2 separate regions of the Mus musculus genome follow, and region 2 is linked to region 1. A link is a contact called in public ChIA-PET data. All regions are on one chromosome and are shown on one strand. The core of a region is the stretch at or near the end of the contact, and the rest is flanking DNA. Distances in the headings are between cores, read along the strand shown. Region 1 overlaps Gm17767 (predicted gene, 17767). Region 2 overlaps Stat4 (signal transducer and activator of transcription 4).

What was found. ChIA-PET counts read pairs in DNA pulled down with a chosen protein or histone mark.
Region 2: a contact with region 1 is called in an RNA polymerase II ChIA-PET map of effector CD8 T cells, with 6 read pairs. The contact joins two enhancer-like sites. A contact is called at or near these places in 2 of 115 datasets of contacts at active chromatin or transcription factors (CD8 T cells and effector CD8 T cells).

What each region holds. Positions count from the first base shown.
Region 1 is chr1:51,507,584-51,512,116 of GRCm38.p6, reverse strand. It overlaps Gm17767 (predicted gene, 17767), which reads left to right. Exons shown (of 4, transcript NR_151621.1): 4 at 2,073-2,612. Among named protein-coding and RNA genes, the nearest start is that of Nabp1, 31 kb to the right of the region's middle. Within about 2 kb of position 2,771, at least 220 of the 459 cell types and tissues checked have an H3K27ac peak or open chromatin away from gene starts, as enhancers often do. A contact at or near this core is called in CD8 T cells and effector CD8 T cells, where this site is marked.
Region 2 is chr1:52,032,901-52,037,433 of GRCm38.p6, reverse strand. The region is part of intron 3 of Stat4 (signal transducer and activator of transcription 4); the gene reads right to left. Among named protein-coding and RNA genes, the nearest start is that of Stat4, 27 kb to the right of the region's middle. Within about 2 kb of position 2,298, at least 20 of the 459 cell types and tissues checked have an H3K27ac peak or open chromatin away from gene starts, as enhancers often do. A contact at or near this core is called in CD8 T cells and effector CD8 T cells, where this site is marked.

The DNA.
Region 1 (4,533 bases), core at 1,522-4,021:
AGGCTCTCTATCAACGTTACTTTTTCCTTTGCTTGTCCTCCTGATGCCTGGTTTATATTTCAGCTTAATGGAAACAGCTTGACTTGAATTTGGGGGGGGGGGCACTTTCCCACCATCGACCCAGGTAGTCACTTTTCATTGACATCACAGCATCTTAGACAGGACCAAGTCTGTAGCAGAGGTTAACACAGCAGCAGCAGGAGCCTGCTTTTGGGTGTGACCTCTGTTTTCATACAGACTTTCTGCCTGTGTGCCACTTTCCTACTTGGTTTCCTAGTTGCTTCACAAAGTATAGATGGGTTGACCTTGGTGACGTCATAATGGGGGCCAACCTGCTCTGCCTTCTGGAGGCCCACATCTATGCACTCATGCTTTACAGTTGTTTTCTACTACTGGAGATACTCCTTTTGTAACATGCATGCTAAATTATGTAATGTACATACTGTAACGTCTAATCACATGCTTATGTTCTAGTAATACATGATTGCTGTGGGAAATATGAAATGCCCAGAAACCTATGAAGGTGAATTGAAATGTTTCACATCAATTCAGTTTGATTCTGTCTTTGAGAAATTCTCTGACCAGGGCCTTAACCTCAAAGAGGGCTAATGTTCTCTAATACACTTCAGACTATCGCATTGCATTTATAGCACTTCTATTTTGCGATGGCAGGAAAGCAATATGCATTCAGTAGAAATAATACTTTGAATTTTGATCTTCTTTTTTTCTTCTTGAGGCAAGGTCTTATGCACCTAAGTTGACTTCAAACTCACTTAGCTGAGGTACTCTGCATATATTTTATGGTTGTTTAGCTTAAGATTTTTTGCAGAATTCCTAACAGCAGAATTGAGGAGGTTTGGGAGAGAGTGGTGTGTCTGAGTCTTTTCCTGCTGGTGGATTGCTTTGCCCAGTCTTGATATGAGGGTTTGTGCACAGTCTCACTGTAACGTGTGATGCTGTATTCAGTTAGTATCTCTGGGAAGCCTGCTTTCTTTTTTGAAAAGAAATGGAGAGAGGGAAAATGGGGGAGGAGTCTGAGAGGAGTGGAGGCGTGGGAAACCGCTGTCAGGATGTACTGTATGAGAGAAGAATAAAGAAAAAGAGAAAGAATAAAAAGCAAGACAAAAACCATAGCTAGCTGATAGTGACCTTGAGCTTTGCATCACGTGCCTTTATATCTCCTTAGTGTTGGCATTACAGGCTTGTGCTGCCAGCTTGGTTTAAGGAGTGCTGGGTATTGAACCCAACACTTTGTGGATGCTATGCCAGCGCTTTGACAACTGAACTAAGTCCCCGGCCTTCACATTTGAGTTCTGGGCAGAGCGATATGTTGTACAATACTGTTTGTTGATGCTGTGCATGAAAGCACATCACAGCTCTCAGCTAGTCATGGAGCCGCAAGGTTAGCCACCATTCATAAGCTGTGGATTGCCTAACCTTGGTGTCTAATGTGTTTTGACGTGTGCCAGTTTGAATTTAAGACAAATTTGTTGTGACATAACCCATCAGAAGCTGAGGAGTGTCTGCTTTCCCTCGATCTCATCTTTCAGCCATCCGGTAGCTTCGCTTTGAACCAACTGCACAGACATTATGTGCTGGTATCATTGAATTTTACTTTATGGTGTGTGGGTGGGTTTTGTATCCAGTTTGGTTGTGAAAGTCATCCATGGATTTCCCCACCACCACCCGTCTTTGGTTGTTCTGTCAGTTTCTATGCAAGAACACAGAAATAACCAAAATCTATGTTATTGTTCATCTTATCAGGCTTTAGATTTGAATAACAAGTTAACATCAATCACAGAACAAGACCAATATCATCCTTAACTGGCCACAGCCTAAGAAATACTATTGTCTATACATGATGTCTGACAACCCTGGTTGTACATTAGTAACACCCTGTTGCTATAATCAGGCTGATTCTTGGGTTTCTGTTGCCAAGAGCCTGTGACTAAATTGTTCTTGGGTCTTGTGCTCCCAGGTGATTGTAATGTGTAGCCAAGCTTGATAATTGCTAATGTGAAGAAATAAACATTTGGAAAAGCGTTTCTACCGTCTGTCTGTTCTGCACACAGGTCCCTTCCCCCATCATCATTACGCTGCGTGGCTCAGGTGAGGCTGACTCACTCCCAGCAGCTGGGGTTGTCAAGACATGGAAGCACGGCGCATCAGGTGTTTCATTTCTCTCTGAGGACGGAGACAGACCCAGCTGAATCAGTGAAAAAAAAGCTCCCATGAGATTTCGAAGAATTCTGACAAAAGAGGCCTTCCTTTCCCCAGAAACTGAGCTTCTAGATCATCATAAGCCTGCCTCTTCCAGTTACTGTCTCTACTCCCCAGATGAGGGAAATTGATGTTAGAAAGAGAAGAAAACATTGCCGAGAAAGGCAAATAGTTGAAGGTACTCTGATAACACCGTTGGTGGTTTGATTTGTTAAAACAAGGTTTTACTGCATAGCCCTGACTGGCTTTGAACTGTTGACAGTCCATTTGCCTCAGCCTCCCAACTAACTAGGATTATAGGGAGGTATGAGCCGTTATGGTTAGTTTGTAGATGTTTTAAAATTTTAATATAGGATATTTCATTTCATCAAATTACAGAACAACTAAGAAGCTCTCACTTTGAGGTTTTTTTTTTTTTTTCCTCTCAAAAGAAATTCCTGCTTCTGGCTAGTGTGTGTGATTTGCAGGCATCCACTGGTATGAATGGAATCTTTGAACCTTGTGCTCAAAAGCAGAGCGCTTTGTACAAGGCTGGAGGGCAAAGTCGAAGAAAGGTAGTGGGCCTGGCTCTGGACAGGCTCAATGGTGTCATGTGCTAGTTAACTTCTCGGATTCCCTAGCTGAGTGGCTTCCTTCTAAGCTTTGATGACTCATGCTTGGGTGAGCTGAGCTCCTGCGGTTGCCGAGCCTCTGATTAGCTCTTCTGCAACAGCACACCTACAGACCCAGACTTCTCCATTTGCCGTCGTTGAGCCCTTAGGCTCAGATATGCTCCTGGAGTTCCCAGTGTGGTGATCAAATACTCTTTTCTCTCTCTCTCTCTCTCTCTCTCTCTCTCTCTCTCTCTCTCTCTCTGTCTCTCTCTGTCTCTCTCTGTCTCTCTCTCTCCCCCCCTTTCTCATTTCTTAGGGTTTTGTTATTTATAACTTTAAATCTAGATTAATGTGTTTCTTGTGTTTCATCAAGTTACAGTCAAACGTGTTGCTGAGTGAGTATTAGAAATTACCAATTTTTTTTCTGTACTGTTTTGGCTTTGAGTGTGTAGTAGGTGTATTGTGCTGGACCTGGATCTGACTGTCTTTTGGGAATCTTCGTACCGTGGCCTTATTCACAGGGCTGCTTCTGTCCCATCAGCCTTCCCTCTGGTCTGGTGGGACATGTTTCATGGGCAGTGATCCCTGTGTACATTGCCATTCCTTCCACTTTGTCCACAGCCAACACCCTTTGCAAACAGCTCTTTATTTAACCTTCCTTAAGTTGTCCTATTCTTAAACCCTGAATGCAACCTTTCTTGCCATTGTCCCAACTGATAGCAGATTAATCATTGTTCCAGTGACACAGTAGATTCTGACTGACAGTAAGATGCTCTCCAAAGGACTGACATTCTCACTTTTAATTACATCTACCGCACACGCGTCAAAACATTTCAACATACTGCCCAAGGGTTCCCTCCCCTAAACATGAACAATATTTGTCTATTGAGGAGAAATTAAATTTAAAACAAGCTAGAAGCTTGTTTCCCCTGACTCATTTGTCAAGTATAACAGGACTTGAGCATCTATATATGAAGAACTACTTGCTCACCTCAGAATTTCTTTTTAATTATTTTTTATTTATTTTTATTTATTTTTAATTTTTTTTACCTCAGAATTTTTTAACCAGGGGAAATATTGTTTTTAAATTTTCCCTTGGTCAATTTAAATCATAGATAAAGATTTTAAAGTAGCACAAGAAAAAGACGATTAAGAATAAAACTTGGGGGTGGGTGTAATGTGCGTTTCCAGCCTCTTATTTTCTTTCTACTCTTTCTCGTCTCTGTTCCTTTGCGCAATGGTGAAGGCCTGAAGTGCTAGTCCATTCTTTCTCATTATCAATCTCCTCGCTTCAACCGGCAGTGTTCAGTGTTAGCATTCTTGAAACTGTTGCTTGTGGGGCGTGTTCAGTGGTACTGATATGGTGTTTTTAGTTGCATACTGGGAATGAATCGCAGTTTGGCTATTTCCCCCAGTAGCCAGTAAGAAAACACATTTAAAAAAAAGAGAGAGAGAGAGAGAGAAACCTATCAACAATAGTACCAAAGGGCATAAAACATTTATGCCTAACCTTAACTAAAAATGTTCTTGGTACAAATGAAGACAACTCTATAACTTATTGAAAGCATACAGAAGATGAACAATGTAACAAAGGCAACATAGCTCTCTGAACCGCCCCTTGGCTGGCAGGCAGAGGAGCACAGCAGACGCCAGCACATGGCTCTTGGCCTGACTCAGGACTGGAAAGTTATTTGACTACTATGCACTTTGGTTTCTGCAT
Region 2 (4,533 bases), core at 1,049-3,548, 530 kb before region 1:
AGTAAATAACCCTTACCAAGATACAAAAATCAAATCCGACCATGTTAAATGTATAGTTACAAGGGCAAGAAACAAGCCTATGATTTGGGATTTACATGAACCATGATCAAACCAGGTTCAAATAGTGCAGAGTCAGAAGCACCAGCAGACATTCTCCTTCTTAGAAGGAAGCCCAGTGCACAAGACTGCATTCTGTGAGTGTCTGCATACAGCATGGAAAAGACAAAGGCCTAGGAGCATAAAAACAAACGAATAGTTATCTGTGTCTGGAGCTTGAGCTAAGTGCCTCATTACCAGCATGAAGAATTCCTGGAAAGCACATTTATCTCAATGTTTTCACCTCTATCTATGTGACCTTTGGCCGTTTTGTGACCTTTCCAAGCCTAGATCCTCTCATTTTTAGAATAGAGGAAATAACAAGGACCTGCCCGGGTTTTTTGAAGATTGGGGTGAAAAAAGTAGTTAGCATTCCACTGGACCAACTAACTCCGTGTAGTGAGCATCCGCCATTATCTTAAGATGGACACTTGCATATGGAGGAATTTGTAAGGTTAGGCTTGTAAGATTTTACTTACATAATATGTCACGATCTATATATGGTATGAAGTTGTGATAAACTCAGAAGCACTAAGGAATCAATCTATTACAATGTAGCTTTTATCATTATTATGAGTTTCATAAACATCTTTTTTTAATGTCACTCATCATAGAGTGGTAGATTTTTACAGATACTGTCTTTAGTCTAGCACTCATTGGACAAAACATGAGGGGAAAAGTCACCATGTCTAGCTTTCTAGTTGGGCAAATACTGAAAAGCTTTAAAACAATTGTTCATCCTTGTATTCTACTGTGCCCTCTTGCACAGAGGGCAAATGTATCTCTCACAATTGCTCCCACCTGATTTCAGCTACTGCTATGTGTACACCAAGTGTGTCCACCACTTGCCCTGATCCAAACTCCCTAAGTCTCCCACTGCCTTACCCATCTTATGTCTTCACACACAATCTGGTTCACCTGCAGTACGTGCTCATAGCTTTCTGATGAACCTTCTAATGGACTCAAAACCAGTGCCAGCAGACACCACCAGTGACAGACACCATCCATGCCATTTGTCCCACACATTTATAATCAATAGTTCATATCAAACAAGCATCAGTTCCTTTTTCCTTCTCTTTTTGAATTTGAGCTCTAGCTTAATATGCAGATCATGGGTACCTTTAAGAACAACAGGATCCCAGAGTTTAGGGCTTGAGACATGCACTTAATTAAAACTTGATAAAGAGAAGAGAAAGCACTGTATTTGATTGAACAAAAAGCATTTCATTAAACAAGTCCTCAGGAAAATTCACACAAGGTTAGCAAACGTTTGTGTGAGCCTTTGGTTGAGTTCCCCTTTCATGGCTGAGCCATCTCTCCAGCCCAAGCCTGACAAACTTGAACAAAGCTGAATTGGTTTAAGAGATTCAAGGAAATCTTGAGGTTCAGGAAAGGCCTCAGAGGGTAGATGGGTCCCACTAAGGGCTGTCTTGCTGTGTGGGGGGGCCAAGTGGAAGAAGCATTTCAGCAAAAGGACCTGGGGGAAACAGTAAAGATGTAAAACCATGGGCAGCCAGCATCATGCCAGCTCTGAGGTTGGCTTTTCCTTTTGAACATCTTATTTTCTCCAAGGACCTTCCCTAAAAGTGGAAGAGACTAGGGTTAGTTACAAGTGTGATTTTTGTAGTAAGAATGTCTTCAAATGCATCATGTCTCCTAATCTTGCCTCTTCCTTCCAGCCAACACAACAGGAGTCTTCCCTAGAGCGAAGAGGTGTTAATACGCATTATTTCTGAAGAAAGCTGTGGTCTGAGCCCAGGTGTGAGATACAGGAAGCTGCTCTTATCATCAGTCTGGGCCACTATTTGACGAGTGACTCACTGTCACCAAGGCAATGATTATTAGTGAAAGCCATGGAAAACACAAGCCTTATGTGTTGCATTTAATGCTAAAAGTGAATATGGTTTCAAAGTTAACAAAGTCAAAACCATATCGTGGCATCTTAGTAATGTCACAGTAATAATATACCATATATTACCAGAACTTTTTCCCTACATATGAGTTTTGCTGATAACTTGTTTTACACACACACACACACACACACACACTCCAGTTATTGCTAAGGTTCTCTCCATACCTAGAATGCTATTTTTGTACATTTCCTGCACACATTGTAGTAAGCAGACAATGTGGTATATCCTGTGCAGTGTAAAATTAATGGTGAAAGCCAGAGAAGGAAATGTGAAGACAGGCATCTCTGTGGAGTTTCTCTTGGTGTTCTCACCTCCTCCATAAAGTTGAACAGGAAGTCACAACTCTGAGCTAAACAGCTGCATTTGCTGCTCCCTTCACGTTTTCAGCTGGTCACTTACTAGAAATACGAACTCAGTCCCAGTGAGAACACCAACCTAACACCTCCTGGCACGTGACGTCATTTTTGCCTGCAAATCATTGCGGTTCGCCTGCCAAAATATTTCACTTGCCACAGTGCTAATGTTGTATGGATCCCGAATATTCTCGGCTACTGAGATTTGGGGTTTCCTGTAGAGTGGGGAGACAGCAAATATGAGATCAAGAGAAGGTGAGGTGTGTTGCTAATTCAGTATGGCAGCTACATAGTGTTGGCTTAGGGCGATAAGAGAGTCGTTCTCACTATCATGACCCAGGTTTCTGTTCTCTCTTCACTGTGTTCTTTGTGATTTATAACTGATGTGCTGCTGTTGCATCGCTTGTGTGATCAAAAAGATAAGTGTGTCTTCACATTTTCATTCTGTTTCGTAAGAACAAATATATATTATTGTATAGCCAGAAAAATATTGTGTTCTCTACCAACTCACTGGAGCGCCAGTCACATGCTAGGTACTGTAGTGAGTATTGGGATCCCACAGTGGATATAATTTGACCTCCAGGTCAATCCATTAGAAATCAGTTCACCAAGAGCCTACTTAGAACCTGGCTCTGGCTACGTACCCTTGGAAGCTCACAAGCTAATAAAAAACAGACTAGCGAACAGCATGATGTCTTGCCAAGTTAGTAGCATGAGTGATGCTCAGAGCACGAGACGATCATGCTCCTGAGGCTAGAGATGGATGCAGTTAAGACTGATTCAACCTTATCTCTGATGCAGGGGGTTTTCTTTAGGATTTCTTTTTCTAGGACTTTAGGTAAAGTGGCAGAAAGTAATTGGCTTGTGTTTTGAGGGTCTTGCTTTGTTATACAGGTTGCTCTGAGCCGTGTAATACAGGTTGACCTTGAACTCATTGGTCTATGCCACTATGATTAGATAGAATGATTTTTGTCTGTTTGTTTTGAAATATGGCACAGGTGTAGGCTATTTCCTGAGGTCTAGGCTGGTCTGAAATCTGCACTGTGACTGAGGAGTTCCTGATCTCCCGGCCTGAGACACTGCAGGCTAAAGATCAAACCTAGTACAACTGAGTCACACCTACAGTCATTCATCCCGAGGAATTTTTACAGGCCAGTTTGAGTTACAGATTTCATTCCCTACGAACCGGGGACATTTTCTTTAAAAAAAAAAAAAAAGATTTGTTGTAAGTGTATGGCTGTTTGACCTGCAGGTGTTTGTGCAACACATGTGAGTAGTTCTGGAAAAGGTTGCTGGATCCCCGTAACTGGAGTTAGAGATGGCTGTGAGCTGCTGTGTGGGTGCTACAAATTACACCAAGGTCCCTGGAAAAGTAGCCAATGTTCTTAGCTACAGAGACATCTCTCCAGCCTTGCCAGTTCTATTTTTACTTATGTATTTACCCTGTGCTTATAGGATGTTTTCAAATAACAGGAAAAAAGGAGGAAAAAATTTTAAGTGTTCACACAACACCCCAACAATCTCTTTAGTTGGAGGCAGGCAACCATCCCAGGATACCCTTTGGTTTTGGGTTGTACACACATGAACCCCTGTACTAATAATGCACTTGATGGCCTAATTCCTTCACCTGTACCTGCTATGTATGCATACCCTTCTCCAAACACTGTGCCTAGCAATCTCAGAACCTCTTTCATACCCGGTCTACATCAGGCTACATGTACTTCCTTCCATGTGCCATGGTCGTTTCTACTCAAATGTAGTCCCAACACACCAGAGTATGAAGAATACAAGGGTTTGGTCCAGTTTGAGCTGGTTGTGGATGCATGTATAGTAAGGCATATACCTCTTAGGGTAAATCCCATATTTACCACCCAGTACCAACACATAATTAAACACACACATGATTAAAGTCAAGTGCATTATAGGAAGGGAAAAACAATAGAAAAAAAATGGACATATGACGTAATATGTACTCATGGTATACCACTTAGTAATCAAACTTCTCTAGACTCTATGAAGGGAAGCTCGGGAGGACTGGCTCCCTTGAGCACTCTCTCATCCTGTGGAGCACAGTCCTTTCATAGTGTCTTTTTAATCTATACTGCTACTCAGTTTTTCTGTAAATCTATGTGAGCCCTGTTTTAACTCTTGGATAAGGAGCTAAAGACCCT